Regions from separate parts of the Capra hircus genome. Here region 1 is linked to region 2. Evidence: chromatin contacts called from public Hi-C data. All regions are on one chromosome and are shown on one strand. The core of a region is the stretch at or near the end of the contact, and the rest is flanking DNA. Distances in the headings are between cores, read along the strand shown. Region 1 has its middle 28 kb from the start of FOXO3. Region 2 overlaps SESN1 (sestrin-1).

Region 1 (6,182 bases), core at 495-2,994, 570 kb before region 2:
TATCAGTACATGCTACAACACGGACAAACCTGGAACAAATTGTGCTAAATGAAAAGCCAGCCACAAAGGCCAACATCCTGTATGATTCCATATATGTGAAATGTCCAGAGTAAGCAAATCCCTAGAGACACAAAGTAGGGACTAGAGGTGGTGGCAGGAATGTGGAATAATTGCTGATGGGTACCGGTTTTTTTCTCTAGGGATGATTTCAGGGGGTCTGAAATGAGAGTGTGGTCATGATTGCACAATTCTGAGAATATACTAAAAACTACCTAACTGTACACTTGGCATGGTAGAATTTTAGGGTATGTGAATTCTATCCCAATAAAGCTGTGAAACATCGTGTACAGATATTCACTAATCATTCATTCATTCATCATTTACTTGCTGTCTCCTCTGCCGGGAGCTGGGCACACCGAAGTGAACGAGACGAACGTTCACCACAATGAGCTGCTGCTCTTCTGGGACAATACACGGGCGTAGTGTAGGGAGTGCCAAAAGGGCAGCTTGCCCAGGTGTCCTGGGAACATTGACAGCACTTAAGTCAGCCAGGAGGTTAGTAAAAGGCAGAGGAAAGGACAGAGCCATGTTGTGTGCTGGGGGAGAGGCTGCAGGGTGACAAGACCCACCCCTCCCGTCCAGGAGATGAACTGAGTGTGGAAACACAGCTCTGATACATGGGGCAGAGTGTGATAGCTACCATGAGAAATGCTGAGTACTTTGGAAATTCAGAAGAGGGAGATACAGTGACTTGAATGTTACTCTTCTGAATGATCAGAGAGAACTGGGATGTAACTTCATTCTCCCAGACTCAATGGTTCATCTTTAGAACCCCAAATTCAGGGTGCATAGTGTGAAAGCTGCTGACGTCACTGAAACATGCCCCTTGTTTTGCACTAATAACCTATCATACTTTTACCAAATTCTGTAGCATGCAGAATATTAAATTCAATTGCTAAAGAAGTAATCAATTGATTTCTGTGGATTAAAATACAGTCTGTAGAATTAAAAGCAATTGCTTATATCTTTGAGGTACTGACATACTCAGATTTAGCAGCACAAAGATAATCCTCAAAATATGAAGAGCTAACATTGTTTGGGGCAAAACAGACATCCAGTGTGTGGGTGAGCTATATCCTCAGGGTGGGACCTCTACACCCTAATAGTGGGGCCTCTGTGATGTAACCCACCCTGGGAGGAGGAAGAAAAGGGGTGGACACCAGTTCCCTCTGGAGGCTGAGCGGGGGCCTGAAGAACCTACCTATGAACTTGGAGGCTGCCGCCGCCCCTGCACTCCCACCCTGGACTCTGGTTGGGGTAGCCCACTTCTCACCCTCAGGTGTCCTCCTGCAGACCTCGCCCCGTGTGTGTGTGTTCTGCAGCAGCGAGAGGCAGGCCCCCAACTCTGGCCCCAGCACAGACCTCCTGCTGTGGGGTGGGACAGCCAATTGTCACTGTGATGCTGTGAAAAAAATGGCTTCATTTCTCTAAGCTGAGTTGTGGGGTCCACAAAGAACATAGGGCGAATGCTCAGGAAACTCCTCTCACTGTAACCGATAGTCTGCCAAAGTTCTGCACACACACCCTTGAGGCCGCTGCGTGGATTCTTGAGGGGCCCACGGATGCTACGTTAAGAACCTGACAGTCAAGGTCACTCCGCGTATGTGTGCAGCAGCGTCTTCCAGGAAGGGAAGGGCTCAGAGTGCTGGCCTGCTCTCTGGAAGGTGACAGGGTCAGGGCCAGGGTGCCCCCCTCGCAGGAGCAGCTGCTGGTAACACTGAGGCTGCAGAGGAGACGGGAGCCCTGCGCTGACCTCCTCCTGTAAGCCAAAGGCCCTCGGCCCCCCAAGAGACCCCTGAGGTATCCTGCAGGTTCAGAGAGAGTGTGGCCTAGGGTCAGCATTATAATCAGCAAATTGTAAGGAAGATCTCGGGCTTCCCTGGTGGCTCAGATGGTAAAGAATCTGCCTGCAATGCAGGAGACCTGGGTTCGATCCCTGTGTTGGGACAATCTCCTGGAGAAGGGAACGGCTACCCACTCCAGTATTCTGGCCTGGAGAATTCCATGGACCAAATAGTCCTTGGGGTCTCAAAGAGTCAGACACAGCTGAGTGACATTCACTCACTCACTCACTCACTCAAATAAGATCTTACAGTTCTTCAATACGGTTTCCCTTACAGGAACGACCTTTCAAACAGTAGAGTGAACCACTGATACTGTTTTCTAGATAATGGTATAGGATGATTTCTATACTGTGTGTTCCCCAAACCTACTGAACCAGAGGAATCACCTGGGAAGCTTCATACAGATTATTGGACCCCACCCCAAACTTAATGAATCTGAATCTTCAGCGGAGGGGCCTGGGAATCTGTACTTCAAAGAAGTGCTCTCAGAGAAACTGTGGTTAACTGAAATTGAGAAAGACTCCATACGTTTAATGTTCCTAAAGAAATTAGCCAAGAAATCAAAAAATACTCAGAATTTACACACCTCAAATATTTTTTAATGTATCTATTAATTTTACCACATTTTTCTGTAACCCAAGGCATCTTTTAAAACACAGAAATTAATTTGAATAGGAGTTTAAAGTTGCCTGGTAGCCTCATACATCTGATTTCCTTGGACCAGTTACCACTCTCTTATATTCCTCTGTCTGTCTGTTTCCCTCCCCCTCTCTTTTTTCCCCCATAAGTGGATTTAGGATAATCTTAAGTTGGACCATTTCATCAAAATGACCTTATAGCAAGTATTTTAAGAGGACCTGGGTAAGGTTGCTCACTCGACGTGTGCTTGGTGATCGCAGCAGCCCTGACCCTTGCATTTGTTGGTGGGAGGAGCAGGAAGGGGACACCTGTTAACAAATCGCCATAAAAATAAACAAGGAGACATCAGGGTGTTTAGTGCTGAGACAAAAAGGAAGGGTGATGTGGTGGAAAGTGCCTGAGCACCCCTCAGTTAGGAGCTAAGAGAAGCCCTCTGAGCAGGGATCTGAGTGCATCTGAGTACATCCCCGAATGACACGGGACCAGCCGTGTAACCCTCCAGGGAGGGCATTCTGGACAGAGGGAAGCTACTGCAAGGACCCTAAGGTTAAGGACCACACTACTGATGTGGGAGGAAGAGGAAGAACATCTGTGAGTCCACAGCTCATGACCGTCTTCCCATGAGGCAAACAGTTTTATTAAAGCCTAGTGTATCTGGAGTACTATTACAACGTCCCAGCCCACCACCTGTGGAATTTTTTAGTTTGTCCTTGAGAGTGATCTGGTGAGCTTTCCATCCTCCACCTATACTTTCTCCCTACAGGCCCTCCTCATTGACGAAGGGCTTCCCTGGTGGCTCAAACGATGAAGAATCTGCCTGCAACGCGGGAGACCTGGGTTTGATCCCTGGGTCAGGAAGATCGCTGGCGAAGGGAATGGCAACCAACTCTAGTGTTCTTGCCTGGAGAATTCCATGGACAGAAGAGCCTCGTGGGGTACAGTCCATGGGATCTCAAAGACTCAGACACAAACGAGCGACTTTCACTTTTCTAAAGGCCACTTCATCCTCTTCTCTCTCTCCTTTCTCCTTGTTTCAATGGTACAAAAACCTATGCCACTGAACAAAATGCCGCCTCCCCCAGGAAGCCTTTCACAATCCTAGGGAGAATGAACAAGAACACAGGGTCTTTTACTCCTTTCTCCTACACCTTTTCTAGCATTTCTTCAGCAGCTCCTACTTCATTCTGCCCTGGGTTGTATGCCATCCCATGTTTATACATCCCTCAGGCCAGTACCGGAGAAGGCAATGGCACCCCACTCCAGAACTCTTGCCTGGAAAATCCCATGGACGGAGGAGCCTGGTAGGATGCAGTCCGTGGGCTCGCTAAGTCGGACACGACTGAGCAACTTCACTTTCACTTTTCACTTTCACGCACTGGAGAAGGAAATGGCAACCCACTCTAGTGTTCTTGCCTGGAGAATCCCAGGGACGGGGGAGCCTGGTGGGCTGCCGTCTATGGGGTTGCACAGAGTTGGACACAACTGAAGCAACTTAGCAGCAGCAGCAGCAGCAGGCCAGTACATGAGGAAGGCTCAAGAACAGGGCCTGGGATTTATTCCTATCTGAGCCCTACCCCACATCTGGGTCTGCATGGGCATCAGCACATCCCAGAGCTTCCAGCTGGCAGAATGCCGGCATCCATTCATCTAGCATCATGGAGCAGCCGACCCTGTGCCGGGTTCCTGGGAGGGATGGGAAGGTCCAGGCCAGCCCCGTTCCTAGGAAGCTTAGAAATCCATGGCAGCAAGACTAGCATCCTCAAAGTCCTACCAGAGGGCAGCGGTCTCCAAACTGGGGAGAATACACACTACCAGGGCACATGACAGGTCCTGAGATGCAGGAAAAAAGTACAGGAAGTTCTGTTTTGTTGGAAAGCATATTAAAATTTAGAAATAAGCCAAAAACTTAGAAATGAAAAGTGTTTTACTCTTTTTCACAACCAGGCTTTCCCTTAGCCCCTCTCGAGGCCTGCTGGCAGGCACCCAGAGCCATGTGACTTGTCCTCGGGGCGAGGTGGCAGCCACAGTGCTGAGACTTGACAGGCTTGTCCATCCACCAGCAGTGAATCACCTTGTGCTACAGTTCAGTGTTCCAGGGTGTCAGTGACATGGTTACTTTTATAAAGACAGCTTTCAGTAGCAGGATCTTCACAGAGTTTTGTAAATGAAATGGTGGAGGATTGATGTGGCCACAAAAAGCTTTGGTTCCACATAGAGGCTTTTGGATTGCTCATGGCAAAGTGCTTAAAAGAATTTTGGGACTTAAAGATGAGTTATACATTTTTCTTTGACAAAGAAAAAAAAACTTAATTGTTCTAAATTTGCCAACCATTCCTGTGATAAGTAGTTTAGTAGTTTTCTGCTAATGAGTATTTTTCGAATCAGTACCTTGAAGGAATGAGTGATGTTTTAAAAATCAGAGTGAGAAAGAAGCAGCTTTACAACAGCTGTAACTGCTGCTATAAAGAGAACATTTCGAACATGTCTGTGAATATTGCATCAAGATGTGATTTGTGGCCAAAAATGATGTCACTTATAAAAATTCCCACATCTGCACACTTACAAAACATGAAATTTCATGAGCTTCCAAATTAAGGGTTCATTTTTTTTTTTAACCTTTTGGCAACTTTGTGTAAATGGTGCATGGAACTGAAAAAACTAGTGTCAGGAATTAGGAGGTGCAGCCATTAATATAATTTGTCTAAATTGAATCGACATTTGAGTATTTGTTTTGCTATAACAGCCATTAAAACCAAGTGTAGATGTAAATTTAAGACTAGGCCTTTGAATCATGAAGTATTAAGCTGGAATTTTTAGAAACAGAATAAGGTATTTCCAATCACAGACTTGATGGCAAAAAGCTTTTCGAACCCTGTTAATAGATAAAACATAAAACCCTAATTTTTCTTTTAGTTCAGCTTTCGAAAACATGTTTGCTCTATGATGAACAATATACTGCTACATTAGTAGAAGCTGTATTGGTAGCAAAATATGTATCATGTTTATTGATTGAGGTAGATGATGGAAAACACTGGAGACCACCCATTAGTGTGCACACTTGTATGGGCCACGTCCCCGGCATCTGTTTCTTTTCTTCCGTCAAAATTCAGGGTCCCATTTTCTGTGACCATGCCCCATGTCGTTTTGCGGCAGCCAGGCGTGCTGTACGAGACTGATCACAGCCCAGCTCCAGGAGTGGTCCCTGTTTGGTTTACACCAATCAGAGGAGCCCATTCCCCTTGGGCATTGTGACTGACTTAGGGATGAGGCTGCCTGGTCCTCACAGAGAGGAGAAATATTCACCAAGGGCTTCTGACCAGGAAGCTTCCTGGATTTTCTGTGTACTACCAGAAGAGATATCCTGTCTTTCTCTGGACCTTGTAGCCTGAAGATATGAGGGCTGACCTGGCTCTGCTGCAGTGAGTTCTTCAGCCCGGGGATGATGGCGACATTCGGAGGAGGTCAGAATGGAAAGAATCACACAGACATGGACCCAGAACCCTGAGGCAACTTGAACCTCTGAATTAATCCATGCCTGAAGTTTCCCTTGCTTTCGTTTTTTGGTTTTTTTTTTGTTTTTTTTGTTTTTTTTTTCCGCTTATAGGAGCCAAGAAATTCCTTTTATTTTATTGGTACTTG
Region 2 (6,724 bases), core at 1,930-4,429:
AAAAAACCAGTACTTTTCCACTAGTTACTTGTGGGGCGGGGAAGGGGATGTTCAGCACTGCAAACATTAGGGTCTAAAATAAGATCGTTGCAAGGAGTTACTACAACAGTTGCACTGCCAGCACTGTCATGGCAACAATGAACTAGCTAGGAGAATGCTCTCTTAACATTCAAAGCTAATCTTGAGTCTATTACCCACGGAAATAGACCAGATTTTCTTTTAGGCAGTTCACTAAAGAAATCATCTTATTTGGTAATCTCTTAATGTAAAGATAAGCCTTTTATATATCATATTTCCAAGATCACAGTCTAGCACCTTCTTGAAATCAGCTGAAATTTATAATGATGACATAATAAAAATTATGTGCCACAGTGAAACACAAAGATTCATCAGGATTCAAATACAATCTCAAGATGGGTCAGGGCTTAAATAAGAATTTGATATGCAATTTAATAATACCTGAGAAATGTGGTTTCACATTTCACCCTGAAGGAAAAATAATTTGGAAAAGAAAATATTATATATTTTCATTATTAGGAAGCTGATATTAAAGTTTTATTTGGATAATGCAGTATAACAGTGAAAAGCCTAAACTCTGGAGTCTCATTGCCTGGGTTTGAAACCTGGCTCCTCTTCTTACTAAGCTATGATACCTTGGGCAAGTTATTTAACCTATCTGAGCCTTGATTTTTTTTTTTTCCTGATGCATAAAATGGGGATAATAATACCTACTCTTACAGTGTGGTAAAGATTAAATGAAAAGGGTTAAGAATATATGAAGAGAGTTAAGAACTAGGTTTCACATACAGATGCCTATCCTTATTACCTTCAAAAATATACATTCTACAAAACTAGAAAGATTGAGATTGCTGAAGAAAAGATAACTTCGTGTTGATGTGTGGCAGAGTGTGGGGGGAGGGGAGCGGAGCAGGTATGGGAGCTCAGGAACCTGAAAGACACCTGCCACACCCAATGAAGCAAATTCAAATCAAACATGGTACAAAATCTATTCAAGCCTTGTTACTTCTGGGGTATCTTTAGGGCAATGTAATCTTTGCTTAGTTACTCTGTTTCTAAAATCATATCAAGCTGTCTAGGCCAGGCCAGTTATCCCGCAAGAGTGAAAGGACTATTTGGGGGACTTTTTGGTTAATATCTCAAGCTCCCATTGAAGAATGCAGAGCAGGAACACTGATGGTGCAGCTTTAATCTCCTCAGTAGACCTTCAAGGCAAGCAGTCTCTGCAGCAAACTTGCCTGAAGTATCAGATGTGAATGGACGAGGCACAGAGGATTCAGTTGCTTACTGACAGCACTGGCATACAAGCCATCATTTGCTTTTCTATATTTTATATCCTTGAAGATACACTGGAAAGTCAAATGTTCCTAAGTGGAATAATAAATGAGCACGACCTCAAGGGAGAAATCCAGTTTCCAAGAGTGCTAAAACAATATTCACAAAACCCTTACCTTGGTTTCTAGAGGTGTTATTTCTTCTAAGGTGCTATTCTATAGGGCCAAGGGCCCTGAAAGCAGGTTAAAACTTTTCCAGTGTCCCAGAGACTTGGTCCCCTAAAGGGCAGATGGTACCAGAGGGCTCAACTTCCCATCTCCTCTCCCCCAGTCACACTGTGAGGGCAGATCAGAAGACTAATAGTTAATATTCACTGAGTGCTTACTGAGTTACAGTAAACATTGCGCATGTTACCTCATTTAATCCTCACAACTCTGTGAGGGAACTGAGGCTTAAGGAGGTTATATAACTTGCCCAAGGTCATAAAGTTCGGCAGAGTAGGATTTACAGCCTGGTCTGACTAACTCCAAAGCTCATGGTTTTGACCATTCTCTTCTATTGTTGTACAGATAATTAAAGCATAGGCCTTGGCAATGAAGCACCCAGATGACACGTGTAACTGCCTGCAACCCCTCCTCACTAGTGCCATGCTGACAAACTAGAAAGGTAAAGAACTCCAAGGAGGGGATGGATGCCACAGATCTGCCTCACTCATAAGGCAAACTTCTGGGTAAGTCTACCACTTATCCTGTGCAAGTGGTTGATTAGAAGCACTCTTCGGTAAAGTGGAGATCAGCATTAATCAGCTAATATATTAAAATTTACCATACAAAAGGCAATTAGAGGTGTAAATACATGTGAACACAAAAGGTGGGATATATGACAGTCGATTACATAATAATCTTAAAGTAATGCCAGTTTGGAGTTTGACTCATGTTAAAAGACCTAGATCAAGTTCATCATCTTCTCCTTCATTACCACCAGTATTCATCATCACCATTATCTACTGAGGACTTACTATGAACCAGGCCCACTTCTACATACTTCATTGTTTACTTAATTCTTGAAACTACCCTATGAGAGTGGTATTGTTGTTACCCACATATTGCAGATGAATAGTCTCAAAATTTATTTATAATTAAGTTGGTACAGTATATTAAAGTTAACAAAATGCTTTACCAATAAGATCTTTAATTTTTATAACCACATCATGAGGCATATATTAAAATTATGTCAGTTCACAGATGAAGAAACAGACTACAGAGGTTAATTTATTCCTGAGCGTATAGCTAGTAAAGCAAGTCCCCGATCTTTAAACCTTCTGAAGTAGTATCTCTGGTCAAAGTGAAACTCTTGTATATTTAAAATAGAAGAAAAGAAAAAAAATCAGGGAAAAGAAAGCAATAGCTTCTCTTGTTTTTAAAGTCGAATCATTATTAAAATTAAGAGAAGCTTACAGCCTTTCTTCTGATATGTCAAAAGACAGATAAGCACAGTGCTTGGCATATAGCAGGTACAGAGTAAATACCTCATGCATAAAATGAGAAGAAATCAGTCCCTAGGTTCAATGGTAAAATCTATACTGCCTCAATAAAATTTCAATTATTTCTTATACTCAGAATCTCTGTCATCAACAAAACTGAATATAGATTTTATGCTTTAAGTCTGTCAAATAATGCATTACTTGTTAGATGAAAAAAGAGATACACCTTAATTTGGTGAGATGTGATCACTATTAATGACTTTGAGAGATCTTATTTTTTGAGAAAACCCATCTCCCTATCATTTAAATCACTTTTGAAAGGCTTCTCTTAAATATGTCCTTTAGTACCACTGAACACATCACCCTACCACTATTTTGCAAGGCTTGGTCTTTATCACATGATCGGAAGAATTTCTTACTGTGTTTAGGCTATGAATAGCATTTGAAAAATTACTCAGTTATAATTATAGACAGCTAACACCTGCCAACTTGCTAGAAAATGAAATCATGTAAAGTTTAAAGATGATTGTGCAATGCCTGTCAAACACTGAAGTGTCAAAAGAGTAAATGCTCATTTTTACCTGTAAACTAAAATTCTAATTAGAGAAAGAGTAAACTAAGATTCTAATTAGACTTTACTGAAACGTTACACACAGAACTGACAAATTATCCTAGGTAACTTTTTAAAAAAACATACATATTTAAGTTAAAACACTAATACTATTCATTTAATGAATATGTATATATGAAAGTTTATTTGGGTAATAAGACTAACAAAACTCACTTCACAAACTTTATTTTCCTTTAGTATGGTATAAAAGTTTAGGAAGTAGTTTAAAGGTAATTTTATTAAGTAATAATTTATAAACCTATAAAGACCTTTCCCTTTTAAAATTAAAAAAGTAAAATTTAAAGCAAAACAGTAAAAGTGTCTCATTTTTTCCTAAAGTAATTCCATATTTCATTGCAATCGAATTTGATTCTTTTAAGTAATTATATAAGAGATTAGAATATCAGAAGACAATTCTTTCACAGCCAAATTTCACAAGTTTTTTTCATATAAATTTTTCATGTCACAAATGGTGACAGTCCATTAGTAGTGCATAAGCTTTCAGCAATAAAAATGCCTACTGTGAAAATCCAATAAATGGTCCTAACAGTCATCCTACAAAAACTCCCTAAGTATCTTCAGTGAAAAGCCATTAAAAAAAAAACATGGAATCTTTTAAACCACTTTTTATTCTATACACAAATGTCATGGTAAATGTATCTTTAATGACATTAGTTTAACTTGGTATAGTAACCAATGGGAAAAAAAGCAAAGCATAAAGTAATGTTTCCATGTTTGTGTGTTAGTCACTAAGTCGTGTCCAATTCTTTACAACCCCATGGACTGTAGCCTGTCACGCTCTTCCATCCATGGAATTCTCCAGGCAAGTATACTGGAGTGGGTAGCCACGCCCTCCTCCAGGGGATCTTCCCGACCCAGGGATCGAACTCAGGTTCTGCATTGCAGGCAGATTCTTTACCTGTGAGCCACCAGGGAAGCCCCAATGTTGCCATGAAGTGAAGTGAAGTGAAGTCGCTCAGTCGTGTCCGACTCTTTGCGACTCCGTGGACTGTAGCTCACCAGGCTCCTCGGTCCATGGGATTCTCCAGGCAAGAATACTGGAGTGGGTTGCCATTTCCTTCTCCAGGGGAGTATAACTTAAATATCCAGTTTTCCCACTGTAGGCAGTAATACCATCATCAAATATTCTAAAGAATCCTCAGGTGCCCCAGAGTATACTGTGCCAGTGTCACTGAAGTACTAGGTCATATCATCAAGGTCAATTAGGTCTTTCTCTCTTAATGTAATAACTATGATCTAGAAAAGCTGGGTTAAAGTAAATCCTTTTTTCCATTGACTTCAATTAAAAAGCAAATATTTTACCATGGTGTGAAAAAAATAGACTGATTTGAGAAACTGTGACAAAGAAGATTATAACTTTTGGTGAGGCTTGCTAGTACAAACTGGACATACGAACTGACGTACGTCCAGCGTAACTTTCATCTCTTAATGAATTTTAGGCACTGCCTTCCCTTCACCAGTATCTCCCCTGTCCTTCCACAAATTCTAAAATTTCCCATGTCTCTGGTTCCTCCAGTACCTGCTAATTTGCTACTTATAAACACTGTTTTTAGATATGAAATCATTTATGATTAAAGGTACATCTAGTCAAGGCTATGGTTTTTCCAGTGGTCATATATGGATGTGAGAGTTGGACTATAAAGAAAGCTGAGCACCGAAGAATTGATGCTTTTGAACTGTGGTGTTGGAGAAGACTCTTGAGGGTCCTTTGGACTGCAAGGAGATCCAACCAGTCCATCCTAAAGGAGATCAGCCCTGGGTGTTCATTGGAAAGACTGATGTTGAAGTTAGAACTTCAATACTTTGGTCACCTGATGCGAAGAGTTGACTCACTGGAAAAGACCCTGATGCTGGGAAAGATTGAGGGCAAGAGGAGAAGGGGACAACAGAGGGTGAGATGGTTGGATGGCATCACCAACTCAATGGACACGGGTTGGGGTAGACTCCGGGAGCTGGTGATGGACAGGGAGGCCTGGCATGCTGCGGTTCATGGGGTCACAAAGAGTTGGACACGACTGAGCGACTGACCTGAACTGAAGACATAACACCAAATAGGGCTCTTATTACTAACTCTTCATCAGACCCAAGAGTCTGCAGCTACTTCTGTCACATCAAAGTTTCAACAAATCTTTAAATTGGCTGTCTGAGTTATTATCTACTCAAACAGTCAAAAGATATCCTGCAAATTTCTAATGGTTTACCAAAAAGAAAATTAATATAACTCTAAAACAAAGACCAGCACATCTATTTGCTGTCTTTTACTCCATGAATGATCTGTACAGCACTTTAAGGGCACAAAGTGTTAAAGATAAAATAATTCTAATTAAGCTAAACTATTTTTTCAGGGAGTCCTCCTAATACAGACTATCCAAGACCTTAAGTTGAAATCTAATAGGCAAACATTTAACATCCCATTTTCCTACCAAACACTACATCCCATTTATAAACAAAACAATAACTATGTTAAAAAACTATTCTAAAAACTAATCATTCTACCTTTTTGTTTCTATGCTAGAGACCATTTGGGACATTAAAACAGGAATAAAATATTTGAAATCTGAAAACTTAAAAAAAAAAAGAATCCTTGTTAGTTTCAGTCTTTCTTAAAAGTCAAAGAAAGAGGACAGGATGATTTATGTATTTCAAGAGGACACTGAGGGTAGAGAGCGTAGATACTATTCATCCTTGTAAGCCAGTAGCTAAAAAGAACACAGGCCCTTCACTTTGTTTTCAAACCATTTAGGGGAAAAAGTCAAAGGTTTGCTTCAATTTCTTTACAGTTTTCATTCAAAGAAGTCCAGACAACCTGAGGGTAGATAGTATTCTCTTCTGCACTCAAAAGCAAAGAAAGTGGTCAGAGATAGGAATAAGAGGAAGCATAGAGGAGAGAAGCAAGCCTGTAGGCTGAGGGAAAGGGATTGAATTCTCAGTGTATCAATCAAGGAAGGAAGGCCAAAAACCAGTGTATATGGAAGAGAGAAACTCAGTGTAGATACTGAAAGAGCACTTTCATATCTGCTGTGATACCTAACAGTCAGCAGTGAATGTTTCAGATGGACTACCTTAAATGTAGTACTTTGACTAGTCACAGCACTAAAACAGAAATAAAAACAAAATCATCTTAAAAGGCCAAATCTGTTTCTAGAATGTTCCCAATCTGTTATATTTCATAGTATCATTATAAATTAGTTATGTTCCTAATCTTACAGAATCTAAATTATAACTTGACCAATGCAATATATTACCTAGTTAAATATAAGTTTTATTGACAGTCTCTAACTAAACCTATCTTCCATCCCTCTTTTTCCTCAAGAACA

What was found. Hi-C and Micro-C count contacts between places; a contact is called where the count stands out from the background.
Region 1: a Hi-C map of blood shows a contact between it and region 2, with 2.8 times the contacts expected there. The contact joins two enhancer-like sites. A contact is called at or near these places in 4 of 5 Hi-C or Micro-C datasets (blood and liver).

What each region holds. Positions count from the first base shown.
Region 1 is chr9:28,941,318-28,947,499 of ARS1.2, reverse strand. No RefSeq gene overlaps it. Among named protein-coding and RNA genes, the nearest start is that of FOXO3, 28 kb to the right of the region's middle. Within about 2 kb of position 1,744, at least 1 of the 5 cell types and tissues checked has an H3K27ac peak or open chromatin away from gene starts, as enhancers often do.
Region 2 is chr9:28,368,181-28,374,904 of ARS1.2, reverse strand. The region is part of intron 1 of SESN1 (sestrin-1); the gene reads right to left. Among named protein-coding and RNA genes, the nearest start is that of SESN1, 9.7 kb to the right of the region's middle. Within about 2 kb of position 3,179, at least 1 of the 5 cell types and tissues checked has an H3K27ac peak or open chromatin away from gene starts, as enhancers often do.